Linked DNA regions of Mus musculus: region 1 is linked to region 2. The links are chromatin contacts, called in public HiChIP or PLAC-seq maps. All regions are on one chromosome and are shown on one strand. Each heading gives the region's core, a stretch centred on a gene start, on an enhancer-like site or on the middle of the called end of the contact. The rest is flanking DNA. Distances are from core to core; before and after follow the strand shown.

Evidence for each region. HiChIP or PLAC-seq counts read pairs in DNA pulled down with a chosen protein or histone mark.
Region 1: a contact with region 2 is called in an HNF4G HiChIP or PLAC-seq map of pancreatic cancer cells. The contact joins two enhancer-like sites. A contact is called at or near these places in 1 of 39 promoter capture datasets (macrophages), 1 of 115 datasets of contacts at active chromatin or transcription factors (pancreatic cancer cells) and 1 of 9 other capture datasets (adipose tissue).

The regions. Positions count from the first base shown.
Region 1 is chr4:120,579,591-120,586,397 of GRCm38.p6, forward strand. No RefSeq gene overlaps it. Among named protein-coding and RNA genes, the nearest start is that of Gm8439, 5.8 kb to the right of the region's middle. Within about 2 kb of position 2,166, at least 11 of the 459 cell types and tissues checked have an H3K27ac peak or open chromatin away from gene starts, as enhancers often do. A contact at or near this core is called in pancreatic cancer cells, where this site is marked.
Region 2 is chr4:120,513,871-120,521,308 of GRCm38.p6, forward strand. It overlaps Scmh1 (sex comb on midleg homolog 1), which reads left to right. Exons shown (of 18, transcript NM_001379185.1): 13 at 1,204-1,404; 14 at 3,016-3,207. Among named protein-coding and RNA genes, the nearest start is that of Slfnl1, 15 kb to the right of the region's middle. Within about 2 kb of position 3,686, at least 115 of the 459 cell types and tissues checked have an H3K27ac peak or open chromatin away from gene starts, as enhancers often do. A contact at or near this core is called in pancreatic cancer cells, where this site is marked.

The DNA of each region.
Region 1 (6,807 bases), core at 916-3,415, 64 kb after region 2:
GTGTACCATGTGTGTATTGGTACCCAGGAAGATCAGAAGGGGATGTTGGATTCCCTGGAACTAGAGTTATAGATTGTTGTGGGCCACCATGTGGGTACTGGGACCTGAACCTGGGTTCTCTACAAGAGAGTGCTTTTAATTGTTCAGTCTCCAACTCTCCAACAAACAAAAACAACCCAGCATTATGTCCACCATTCCCAGTACAGAGCTGGGCACATATCAGCCCCTCAATTATGAACTAAATTATGGTTCTGAAATTACCTTGTGGCTGTAAACTTTTCCATGGTCTGGCTTTTATCCATCTATTTGACCAAGACAAATCAACATTCTTGAAAGCAAACCAATTATTGTATTTCAGTTGTTTAGAAAACACCACAAAAACCATCTTTGCATCAGCTCAGGCCAATAATTGGAGGGTCTTGAGCATTGCCAGGCCCAAGGGTGTCCCAAGGGTGGTTTGTGGCCTGGGTATTGTCATGGATCAGTGTGTCGATGTGCTCTGGGCACCCACTATACACCCAGCACTCTCCCAGCTGCCATAGCACCCAGTGAGCTAACCTAATGACGTCAAGTGGAGAGAAAAATCAAGAGATTTTGCATCCACCAAGCACTCACTGGAGCTATTGTGTGTGTATAAAACTCAATAGTTGTAATTTCAGATTCTGGGCCAGGCTCCAGACATCTGCACCCAAGATCTATCTAAGAGATGTATTCTATCTCCATGAGCAACAGCTCCTACTCCTGTCATTAGCACATGAAAGGTGTGTTTGAAACCTGGTGGAAAACAGGGCATCCAACAGCCCTCATGTTCACATAATAAGCACTTCCCATTGCATGTGAGAGTTTTTTAAGTGAGTCAACGTTTTCAAATAGCTGCATTCAACATGCATTTAACTGATCTGAGCTCAAAGAAACAAAAACTCCCATCTGTTTCTGAGTTTGAATCACTTTGCACACTAAAGACAACCTGAAGAAAGAAGTTTGGAGCTTGTAGTTTTTTATTTCATGCTATGAAGTTTAATATTATATTCGGAGGGTTGGTGAGATGGCTGAGCAGGTAAAGAACATATATCCCATGACGTGGGTGAGCCTACACACAAATGACCAATACATAAGTAAATATGTGTCAAAAGATGAAAAATCTATTGTATGTTTAAATGTTACAGTTTTAAAAGTATTTGTTTTGACGTTTTTAGAAAGCATAAAAATTGTTAGAACATAATTTGATAAATTCTCCATATTTGTCCCACCTACGGAACTTGGACAGCAGACCCTGAAACAACACCAACAGAAGCCTGGAAGCTCCCTCGGTCCCCTTGAGTTGCCATTCTATCATAGCCACAGCCTTGACCTCTAATTCCATTGGTTTGGTCTCTCAGTGTTCTTTTGGGGGTGGAGAATGGGGGATGGGCATGGGGGAGGGTTCCTGTGGGTTTAGGTACATGAGTGTGTGGGGTGCCTTTTTAAAGCTAAACTTAGATAATGTTATCAAACCTCCGAGAATCGCCAGGCAGTGGTGGTGCACGCCTTTAGTCCCAGCACTAGGGAGGCAGAGGCAGTGGATTTCTACAAAGTGAGTTCCAGAACAGCCAGGGCTACACAGAGAAACCCTGTCTCGAAAACAAACAAACAAACAAACAAAAAAACCAAACAACCCCCCCCCCAAAAAAAACCCTCTGAGGATCATTGTCTAAATGTGTCAATCTTTCCATTTTTTAGAGATTTTTATAGAGCAAAGTGAGTTATACCTGTGTGCTCTCTCTCAGGCCCCTATGTTCTCTTTCTCCCTTTCACTCACTAGTTAGTTAGTTAGTTAGTTAGTTAGTTAGTTAGTTAGTTAGTTAGTTAGTTAGAGCTTTTTTGGTCTTTGTTTTGTTGTTTTCTAGGCTGGCCTCCAACTTGCTATATAGCCAATGCTGGCCCTGAGGTCCTGATCCTCTGAGTCTGCCTTCCAAGTATGGCTAAGAGAAGAATGTACCACCAAGCCCTGTTTTCTCTTCCTTTGATTATACAAGCAATTCAAAGGAGTCAGTAGAATGGGTGTGTTTTGTTTATTCATTGACCTTGCATTTATTGGGGTTTTCCTCCTGCCAGACACTACCTGAGTCACCAAAGTTACAGATACAGTTTGGGATCCAGCGGTTAGGGCACTGGTGGGGGAGGTGATCAAATGCCTTGGAACCCACGGGGGTGCGCATCACCTACCAGCACGCCCAGAAACCTTCCCAGAGCAGAGTCTCCAAGGATGGGCAGAGGTCATTCCAGAGAGGAAGTCAGGTGAGGCCAGGGTAGTGAAAAGTAAGGGATGTGACGAAGGGAGGTGGACCTTGGGTTCCACCAGGAGGTCGGAGGCGTAGGGCACTAAGGGAACAGAACACTCATTGCACATGAACGAGGACTGAGCAAACACATCAAAACCTCATTATTTTTACACTGAGATCCACACAGGCAGAACAGGGAAGCATATAAGAGTAAACTTCAAGAAGCAGCAAGTAAGATGGAAAACTGAGAAAATTCGTCTTAAAACAACACAACACAAAACAAAAAGAGTCAGGAGACTAATGAGGGAATGAGATCATTTTGACTTGCACCGATAGAGCAATGTAGGAATTAGGCCCCGCACAATGAATGGAGAGCCGGGGAAGCGAGGGGAGGCTACAGTCCTCCTGAGGAGCTATCGCAGCTGAGGACAGCCAGCCTCAGGGAAGGGCACCAGTGGGGAAGACGGCTGCAGCTTGAGTGAGTGGCACCTGGTTGGTACCTCTGTGGCCCACAGAGGCAGAGTGTGGGAAGAGGAGTTCCTCACGTGGCAGAGGAAGGACACGTTGGAGCTGCTGCCACATACCAGCAGCACTCTCTGCCACTCCGTCTCTGTCCTCACATCTGCCTGTCTTCCAGCCAGACACACCAGGCCTGCACTGCTCATGCTTGGACAAGTGGCCGGAGAGGCAGAAACTCTACTTTGCTTATGCTATGAAAACTTGGGGTTGGTTTCTTCGGCTGAATGCATACCTCCTCATTGTAGCTCAGGTTCAGGGGAGACTGGGAAATTCCGTTCCAGGCCAGGCAACCAAGATAAACTATTTCTACAGGTTGCAGGAGCTCACGGCATCCTGGCTACCATTTCAGGTCTAGAAGCAAGTATGCCTCACTAAATGCCCTTTCCACTCCACTTCCCTCCACCCTCCACACCAGGCTTCCCCCCACCCCGCCCCCGTGTTTCACAAATGATGTAAAAAAAAAAAAAATAACATTAGCAAGTGTGGCAGATGCTGTGAGTCCCCTGCCCAGGTCCCTAGTCCTCCAGGACACGTGACTCTGTCCAAATCAGTACCTAAATCACTCATGGGAGGAGTTGTTGGTTGTTTTGCTTTGTTTGTTAGTTGGTTTGGTGTGGTGATGTGTGTGTGTGTGTGTGTGTGTGTGTGTGTGTGTGTGTTGATTACTAGATCTGTGCCCAAGAGACCACTGGGCCAGAGGCTAACGTCTCATTAACTTCGGTTCCTCACCACCGACACTAATGCACTAGGCAGACATTGGTACAGATGCTGCACTAGACAACGAAGGAAAGCATGAGCTCCCATCTGCTCGCGCTCTCCCTGCCTTCCTCATTTGGTTCTCGAAGATGCCATTTAGGTTTTTGTCCCTCTTCTCCCAATTTCACAGATGTGGAAACTGAGTCTTAGAAAGGATAAGCACCTAGCCGGACCTCCAGCTTTAATCAACAGAGATGGGGCAGGCAATATGCGTTTGTCTGGCTCTAAGAGTGCTGCTCTTTTTGGAAATGTAGAGAACTGGGCGGCTGAGAAAATAACTCACAATGCAGGCTGGGTACAATGAGCAGAGTACAGAAGGCATCCTGCTGCCTCCCTGCTGGAGGGAACCAGCTGAATACTGTCTCTCGGAGTCCCTCCATCATCCTGGGATGGTTGTCAGTGGAGAGGGAAATACAATTCTGTATTTTAAACCAACATCATTTTGTAGCAGGACAATTATTTTAACTGGGTTGTCCCTAGTGTTTCACACATCATAGGTGGGACTTGTGGAATATGGTATGGAAGTATTTTAAGACACATTAAAGAAAGTCTAGTGTTGTCAAAGTCGGTTAAGGACTTTCCTGGTCACATTTTCTTTAATAGGTCACATAAAAAGAAAGTTTCAAAAGGCAGTAAATATTTAACTAGGATAAAATGTCCAAGTAATATAGTTTCAGAGTTTTTATGAAAAAAATCAGCTTTCTTCTCCAAATAGGTTTTCTATATTGGATTTTATGCTTGAAATGGCTACAAAATCCTTGGATATGTTTTTCTAATTATCCTTCCTTTAAATTCCTGGCCATAGTGAGCATTGACAAGAAACTGCACAATGCGGAGCCTGCAAATGGCAGCCACATCCATCACACCCCACCCGCCATGGTCAGTAGTGGTTCTCTTGTTCTTAATACAATTAGGGTCGTTGGAGAGTGCCTTCCTGGCCCCTTCTCTGCTTCTCTGATCTAACATCTCTGCCTCTTCTTTCATGGACAATATGCAATGCTGGATTGGTTGAGACGATACAAAAGGCATCAGAACACAATGGCACTTTAGTTCATTGTCTTCAAGTCATGTTGAATTTTTCTTCACACGCAGACACAGCTCTCTATAGCTGCAATAACTTTTCTTTCTGTCTCACATAATTCCAACTGATTCACAGATAAACATTTGTAACTTCATCCTTATAAAAGCCTCTTTTCTTTGAATCTGTAGGGGTTGCTAACACATATTAATATTGGGGGATGGATTTCCCAAGACATCTCTAGATCCAATGTTGGCTGAGTAGCACAGAGTTTAAAGTGACTGTGAAACCTAAGGAGCATAGTGAATAGTTACAGATTAAAGTCAGAAAAGGAGAAATGCCTGGGTAAATCCAGTGCGTTGTGTACTTTTGGGAGTGTTGAATGACTTTCACAGGGATCTCATATCAGATATTTACAATTCATAGCAGTAGAAAATTACAGTTATGAAGTAGTAATGAATTTTATTTTTGTTTTTTGTTTTTTTGGTTTTTTTGTTTGTTTTGTTTTTCGAGACAGGGTTTTTTCTGTGTAGCCTTGGCTGTCCTGGAACTCACTTTGTAGACCAGTCTGGCCTCCAACTCAGAAATCTGCCTGCCTCTGCCTCCCGAGTGCTGGGATTAAAGGCATGTGCCACCACGCCCAGAATGAAAATAATTTTATGGTCGGGGACCACCACAACTTGAGGAACTGCATTTGAGAGCCACAGCAGCAGGAGAGTTGAGAGCCACTGGTCCATGGAAAACCAGGCTCAAGGTCCCACTGTCCCTCAGCAGAGCGACTGAATTCTCCCCAGAGGGACGTGGAAACTTGGATGAAGTGCTGCAAACCAGAGGAGCACCCCTAACTTCAGTGTCCAGGGTATTTAATCAAGGGCTGTCACATAGGAATTTGGGTCACTCAACCCAACCCACGGAGCTGTCTACTGCTTCAGGCACAGGAAAGACCTTCAGCCATCAGGAGATCCCACAGGCACAAGGGTTGTGTTCCACAAACTGATCAAGGGCTAGGCCATGTAGAAGAACCAAAGATCCAACCCCTCCCCATCTCTCATCTTCCCTCCCCCACTCCCCTGCAAGTTCATCTTTCACTCAACACATCCGATTGCACAGTTATTGGATTTTTTAAAATCAGAGATTCAAGCATGTTCTAAGTTCGTTTTTGAAACCTCAAAAAACTATGAAGTGAAAGTGACTCCTAATTTTCAACTTTTTCTTATTTTTTAAACTTATAAATACATGACAAAACTGTTCTTTGGGTCAGGTGGTGGTGTCACATGCCTGTGGGGCAGTGGACTGTGCCACCAGACAGAATACTTGGTAAAGTTGAGCAGATTCAGAAACCCCAGTAATTCTCGTATCTGAGAACGGCAGGCCTTCCATCTACACCTGTCCAGGTTCCTACCCTGGAGCATGACACCCCATGTTGAGGGCTGTGACAATCAGTCATGTAGGGGCAACACCTGAAGCCCCTTCACATGCAGATGAGGCACCCCTAACATCTCAGACCAAGACAATAGAAAGCATCTGCTTTAGACCTCAACCTGTGGGAAGCCATTGCAGAGTGGCAGTTGCAGAGTGGCAGTTGGCTACTGCTGGCCACCACACATACATAGGCAGTGAAGGTTCTTTTGCCAAGATGAGAGACAAGTTAACCAATCAGATGTGAGACACGCCTCTCCTAGGCCTATATAAGCAGCACCAGTTCTGGGCTCGGGGTCTTCTCGCCTCTACAATCAAGCTCTCCCAATAAACATGTGCAGAAGGATCCTGTTGCAGCATCGTTCTTCCTGGCCAGTCGAGCGCGCGCAAGACCAACCCACCCCAAAATGTATATAAGGTCCTATCCACAAGGAATAAAATGCACGAGTCATTTCATCAAAGATGAGAGTATCTATCTTTAGGGAAGAGAATTCTCTCCGGAAGCTTTCCTTGCTGGAAACCGCTCTAGCCTAGTTCAGTCACTTCTAGCTTGGTGGCCCCACCTTGGCTCCTAGCCACCTGCTTCACCCTGCCTCCCAGCTGTGCCCTGCCAGCCTGTAGTGTCCTGTCTCCCACCCCCACCTTCCCAGAGCTTTGATCCGACTCCCCCTCCCCTTTGGAGAGTGAAACTCTTTGGCCACTCTGGGCAGGTTAGAGCCCCCAAAATCCCCACGGATATCACAGACCAGCACACCCTTTAATCCTAGCACTTGGGAGGCAGAGGCAGGCAGATCTCTATGAGTTTGAGTCCAGCCTGGTTTACAGAGCAAGTTC
Region 2 (7,438 bases), core at 2,436-4,935:
AGCTGGAATTTGATATAAATTAGCCATGCCGCCTGTGTACTCTTAAATCTCATTTCTTTTACTCAAAAAACATTTTTGAAAGTCACTTTTGAAAGCCATTTTTGAAAGTTTTGTTGTTGTTGTTATCCATACTTGAAAGTTTTCTTTCTGCCATGTGTTTTCCTTCAGATGAACATACCATAATTTGTGTGTTCATTCTCCTGTTGATGAATACCTAAGCTGGTTTTCATTTGAGGTTATTGTGAATAAACTACTGCTATGAATATTTGTGTTCTTATTAAGTGTCTTATCTCTGAGTTCCTCTATTTTTAGTGACTTTAGAACAAAGGTCACACTGCCAAACATGAAAATCCTTTTTTTTTCTTTTCCTTTTTCTTTTCTTTTTACATTTTGCCTTTTGTTATTTGTTCTTGTTTGTTCTCTTAAATTTGGGGAGGTTTTGAGTCTACTTAATATTACCCCAAGCTTGCCTGGAACCCAGAATTCTGCCTCAGCATCCTAAGTGCTGGGATTACAGATGTTCAACAACATGCACTGTTTGTGTTTTATTTCCTTGTGTGTGTGTGGTGTGTACTTATATGTGTGTGCCAATAGTTTTCCTCAATCTCTTTCTACCTTATTCAATGAGGCAAGGTCTCTCAGTTAAACCCAAAGCTCACCAATGTAGGATAGTCTAGGTAGCTAGCAAGCTCCAGGGAACTTCTGACTCTGCCTTCCAAGGGTTTGGATTAGAGGTGGTCCACCATGCCTTTACATGGATTCTTGTGGTACTAACTCCAGTCCTCACGCTTTACAGTAAGCACTTGATCTACTGAACATCGTCATAGTCCCTGTCCCCATTTCTTAGCAGACAGACCTAGTCTGATCCTTCTTTTCATAGATTGACCCTTAGATCCACCTTCATGGGAACTTTTTTCCTGCCAATTAGCTATCTTTAGGTTAGGAGATAAGGCAGTTTGATTCTTGAGAGTCTTCAAAGTTTACACTTTCTTATAGGGGACCAGAAAACAAAACACAAGACCTGTGCCTTGATTTCTGTTCTGTGTTGTTCTCCTAATGGGCTTTGTTTGTTCTGAGTTCTTGGTGGTGCAGCTTGGAGCCAAGTGGAGCCAAGGCCAGAGTTGAGCAGATGGAAGAGAGCTGCTCTCTGACTTCTCTCTACCAGGCACACTCTAAGGTTCCTGGGTTCTTTGTTTCCTGTAGTTTGTATCTACTTGAACAAGAGCGGCAGCACGGGCCCCCACCTGGATAAGAAGAAGATCCAACAACTCCCTGACCATTTTGGGCCAGCCCGTGCCTCTGTGGTGCTGCAGCAGGCTGTCCAGGCTTGCATTGACTGTGCTTATCACCAGAAAACTGTCTTCAGCTTCCTCAAACAGGGCCACGGCGGTGAAGTCATTTCAGGTAAACTTTTGGGCTAGTTTGGCCTCCTAACCCGAGTGTCAGACCTTCATTCTGATGAGAGATCCTAGTACTGACTTCATACTCATAGGCTCTGGAGAATGCAAACGTATCTCATTCCTCCAGAGTCCATACTGCCAGTTCCCAGGCTCTGCTGGACTTATATAACCTGAATACCATATAGTATGTACCAAATACCTCTGCCAAAAATACCTAACACAACCTCTAAACTTTGGTCCACACACAGAAAATATAAGTGTTGCTTAAAGCCATTTCATAGGAAATAACATAGGGCCTATGTTGTTGCAGCAAAAGAATTTCCTCAACTGGCTCCAGAGGAGCTTTGACCTCCTTTCATTTCTCTGCCTCCTAAGCTTCTGGGCCTATAGGACCCATCCAAGAGAGCTGAATTCCAGGATAGAGGGAAAATGCGAGCTTGATTTAACAGTATGGTACTTTTTCTGCAGTAACTGACAATATTTTCCTGCTGTGTTCTATTTCTTTTCGGTTTTCTTAAGTCCAAAATCTTATTTTTACCCACCAAGGCTACAATGGCTTGACCTACCTTGTGCCTTCCAGTCTTTACTCTAATGTTTCCTTATAGTCCCCCCCCCCTTTCCCCTTAGCAAGCTGCTATGGTATTAAGGAACCAGCTGACAGGAAGCATAAACAGCCAAATAGTCCTTTTAGCAAATACCTGTTGAGCCTTTACTGTGTGGCAGAGGTTTCTGCCAAACACTAGCCAGGAAAAGGGAAAACAGACTCATGTCTGCAATGGTGGAAAAGAAAATCTACATACTCTATAGAAGGGTGACAACAGAAATGTTACAGAGGCAAGTCCAGACAGTCACTGGATGCATGGAGGATGGGTACTGCAGATACATTCAAACCAGGTCTTGAGGCCCAGACCACTCTCTGGCCTCCTTTGCAGCCGTCTGCAGGGTCTGAGGTGTCCTAACTGCCTGCAGTTGCTCTTCACCTCTACTGCCTAGAGTTCTTCCTCTTTAAAACTTTCTTGAGTGATTTATCTCCCCAGATTTCCATTTCCTCACTTCCCTCAAAGACACTTACATGAGCCTTTTGCTTTTTAAAAATTATGACAATATTTTGATAGAAATTAGTATGTAAAAATAACAAGTGTGAAACATTTCCCAATGTTGTCCAAATCCAGTATCCTGATGTAGATTGGAAATTGTATGTCTAGGCCGCTGCTAACAACAGCAGTATTATTTCGGCATAGCCTCCCTGTTGTTGGGCAGATTTCTTGTGAACACAGCACCCTAGGTGAGCGCACTTCCTGAAAGAGGCCCAGCCAGGTGATGAAGCAGATAGCATTATGTTCATAGTTGTTTGCACAGGTTGAGTCAGACCACACCAGAGCCCTGAGGGTGCAACAGACCTGGCCTGGCACTCCCATGATTACACGCCCTTTGGAGTTAGAGGCAAAAATCAAAGCCCTTGAGCAAGGAAAAGAGCAGGAAGAAAACAAGTGGGCAAGCAGCCTGGCACTGCCTTTTGTAACCTGCCAAGCCTAAGACACACATGAGCTGAGCTTCTCCAGCCGGCACGACCCATCGTTGTACAACTTACTTCTTTGTGTACTTGACTCCACAGCCGTGTTTGACCGGGAACAGCACACTCTGAACCTCCCAGCAGTCAACAGCATCACCTATGTCCTCCGTTTCCTGGAGAAGCTCTGCCACAACCTTCGAAGTGACAATCTGTTTGGCAACCAGCCCTTTACACAGACTCACTTATCACTCACTGCCACAGAGTATAATCACAACCACGACAGGTACCTACCAGGTAGGAGCTGGGATGGGGACTGGGCTGAGCTGTGGCTGTGCAGCCAGGAGCGCCTGCGAGCCTAGCACCCACACTCCGGAGATCTGGTTTCTGCCCTTTACCCTTGCCACATCTGGGTTAATCTAGGGGGTTTTGGGTTTCTGCCACTTTAAGTCTTCAGAATTTTGCTGTCACTCTAGAATCTCTCTTTCCTCTGGACCCCTGTCTCGAGAAGTTGTCCTATGGGTTCCTTCTGTGCAGCCCAAGAAGCCCCAGCACATCTCTCAGTATGAATCAGAGGCCTCATGCAGCTCTCCTTTGCTAGCTACAAGGTTTACTCTTAGGCTAGAGATGGAGGAAGTTGTTCCTTTTGATTGGCCATCCATTCTTTTCTTTGGCATGTGGCCCTAACTTCTAGCATTGCCAGTCTAACAAGTCCATTCAAGTTCCTGCTGTTTCCAACTAGGCTGGAAAATAACTTTTTAGTTAACATACCAGAGCCACAATGAGAAAGCGGATGCCACGTGGCTAGGTCAGTGACTAAGCACTTCCCAGAGTGCTTGAAGAATGAGTGGAGCTCGGCAGCTCTGATCTGGAATACAGGACACAGAACCGAGGGAGGGAGGAAAGCTTGGTCCAAACAGAGAGAGGTAGGTTGCTGTTAAATGGGAGGAATTGTTCTTTAAAAGACACCTGTGATGGTGCCCTGAGTAGAGAGGAGGTACGTCAGCCTGGGGCTACTCTGTCTATCTCAGGTTCGTGAGTCTGAAAGGTGCCTGGGGCTTCTGCATGGGTCTCACTCCCACACTCCCTTTCCTGATGTCTTTTCATCAGACTCTTAATGAAAAGACTTCTGACGAAAGTATCACTTCTAGAGAATGTACTCAGGGAAGAGACCACACAACCAGTCTCCTCTGACCCCTCTATACTTCTGCCACAAATGAGGATTGCTTATGTGATTTGAGGTGAAAAGATACCTAAACTACTCCTTTGCCTGCATGTCAACCAAACATCTGGGCCCTGCAGCTGTCTCATGCCTCTCAGGTGGTTCTTTTCTTCAGAGGAAACTTCTTAAACTACCTGCTCTAAATTGCTTTTTTTTTTTTTTTAAACATCAGAACCTATAAGAACAGTCCTTCAGTTAGAATGTTGTATTGGATAGGCTGGAGTTGGAACAGACAAAGACAACGTGTTAAATATTCTCAGCCATTGTCATTTGGGAGCCCTGGGCTCTGTTTCCCTAATGAAAGGCCTGACTGGAAATCTGAAAGAGGAGGTGCATGAGAGGGAGCTGCACAAAGAGAAGAAACTTAGAACACTGCCCCTCATGAACTGGGAAAGTACAGCGGCTGCTGGGGGCATGCCCGCAGTGGGCCTCTAGTCATGAAGAAGAGTAGGGGTACCCTTTCTAGCTGTGACTGTGTCCCATCAACCCCATGTCAGACAGGCTGCACCAACTCTGAGCCTCTCTGCCCACCAAGCTGTTCTTCATGGGAGGTTTCAGCATGTTGTCTACTTGCATCCTGCCTTCTGTTTACTTCTTACTAGTAGTTTTAACTGTGCCCAGACAAGCCAGGCCTTTGTCTAGACTTCTGACTCCTCCTCTCTGTAGCTTGTCTTCTCTGCCTGCCTGTTCCTCTGCTCTGATACCTCATTGGCACCTATATTTTTCTGGTTATTTACCGGCCCTCTGCAGAGCCCCATTAGTATCTGTAGCTTTTTTTGTTTGTTTTTCCTTTAAACCTGTTTTGTTGCCATTCCCCCACATTTCCTGGAGCCCTTTCCCCTTCCTGCCTTGCCACCACCTTGCCCTACGACATCTGTGGACTTGGCTCAGCTGACCATGTACTTACAATGTAACAGAGAACCATCAAAAGTTCATATCCTGTTAAGTTTCCTTACCTGAACTGAGATTTACTGTTCTCACTGCTCTATTTTAGAAACTTTCAAACCTATAGAAAAATTACAACAAAAGTAAAACGCATCTTCACGAAGAGTCACTTTTAACTTTTTGTAGCATTTGCTCTGTTGCACTGTTCACACATATACTGGTATCTATATATTTAATACATATCTATGTACATGACTTTTGTTTATTTAACACACAAGAATTAACTGCAAGTGAAATTTTATCTTGATTGTTTGTTTTGGTTTTTCAAGACAGGATTTCTTTGTGTGGCCCTGGAACTAGGACTATAGACCATGCTGCCCTTGAACTCACAGAGATCTACCTGCCTCTTCTTCCCAGGTGCCACCATGGCCCAGCTAACAAGTAAAATATTTTTCTAGGGGCTGGAGAGATGGCTCAGTGGTTAAGAGCACCGACTGCTCTTCCGAAGGTCCTGAGTTCAAATCCCAGCAACCACATGGTGGCTCACAACCACCCATAATGAGATCTGACGCCCTCTTCTGGTGCATCTGAAGACAGCTACAGTGTACTTAGATACAATAATAAATAAATCTTAAAAAAAATATTTTTCTACATACCTCTTTTAAAGAGCATAGAATACAGGCACATACCTGTAATCCCAGCCCTCAGGAATTTGAGGGGAGAGGTTCACACGTTAAAGGGTAGCCTGAGGTACACAGTGAAACCCTGCGTCAGAAAGAGTGAAGAGGGAAGAAGGGAAAGTGGGAGGCAGAAAGGGTGGTGGAAGGGCAGAAAGAAGAACATTAATTTTTGTATTCAAGAAATGTAGGGGCTGGAGAGATCTACATGTTGTCTCACAACCATCTGTAATGGGATCTGATGCCCTCTTCTGGGGTGTCTGAAGACAGCTACAGTGCACTCATGTAAATAAAATAAAGAAATAAATCTTTAAAAAGAAAATAAATGTAAATAAAATACTCCTGGGCTATTATATCATCCAGATGAAAAATTTCCCAGTCATCTCAATGATGTCTATTGTAGCTGTTTTTGTTTTGCTTTGTTTTCTATAATTTAGAATCCAGTAAGAGATTTTTATTGGATCATTTGGTGCCTTTTACTCTCCTGTCTATTAATCTTCTTTTATCTAGAGCTGTTCTCTACTCTTTCTGTCTTCTCTGATTGGCATTTTGAAGAACCCAGTCCAGGCATTTTAGCTTTAGGTCATCAAACATTTATAAATCCTCACTCTTTGACAGATTCCATATTGGATTTTAGGAGACAGAGGTAATACAGACTCACTCAACTCCTGCACTCTGAAGCTAAGAGAGAAAGCATGGATCAGAGATGCTCCAGCCCAGCTGCTTATGATCAGCAAAGAGCATGAAAGGCAGTGGATGAGAGGACTCCTGAGTGAGAGCAGGCTAACAGTAGAATCCCTTCTGCAGCGTTACGTGTTCTGGGTCAAGTACCAGGCATGTGAAGGGGCTCCTTTGGATTCCCTAAAATAATGGCAACATGAGGCAGGACATTTATTTTAATTCAGCTAGTTACTATGGCTATTGACATTAGCTATGATTGGAATCTACCTTGCATTAACTTCTAGATCTGCTGCTTTGAGATTTCTGGGCTGCCATGTGCTAGGGGAAGTAGTTCCTTTGTTCCCAGTACTCAGTGACTTGAGTTGTTTCTGGCATAATCATCCATCCATCCTCAGCGCCCTTTTTCTGGGAGTCAGCTTGCTTATCTATCCAGACAGAGATGGAAGCTCTCTAGCCATCGTGGTAGTGTAAATTAGCTTTTCTGCTGTGATGTTGGACAAATGAGGCTGTGCCACTGCTCTGCTGGATATCAGCGGGCAGAAATGAGGTCCTTGCTGTGTATACACACCATCAATAAAAGGCAGCTCTTCTCTAGATCTTACTGCAAGGAGGTACCTTACAAGCATTCCTAGTGGAAGGTAGCAAGCAAGTGAGCGAGGAAAGGGGAAAGGGTGGGAAATAAATATGGAGAAAAGTCATGGGTAACAAATACTCCCAGAGGAACCTGGGAAGACAGGCAAGACTCAGAGTACAGAGAGTAGAACATGGGGGACAATTTGTAAGAAGACAGATTTCAGCTTTAAAAAAAAAAAAAAAAGAGGGCATTTTAGCCATTAGAACTCTCAACAGTGACATATTTGCCAAAAATCTTCTACGAGAACAGTCAGTCATTGAGGGTGGGTAGATGAGCAGTTTTTTTCAAGTAGAGGTCAGAGAACCACTGAATCTAGAGAATATTATATTCCGCATGGCTTATTCAGCCTGCTTTCTAATAGAACCCACGACCACCAGCCCAGGAGCGGCACGGTGCACAGTGGGCTGGGCCCTCCCCCATCAAAATGAT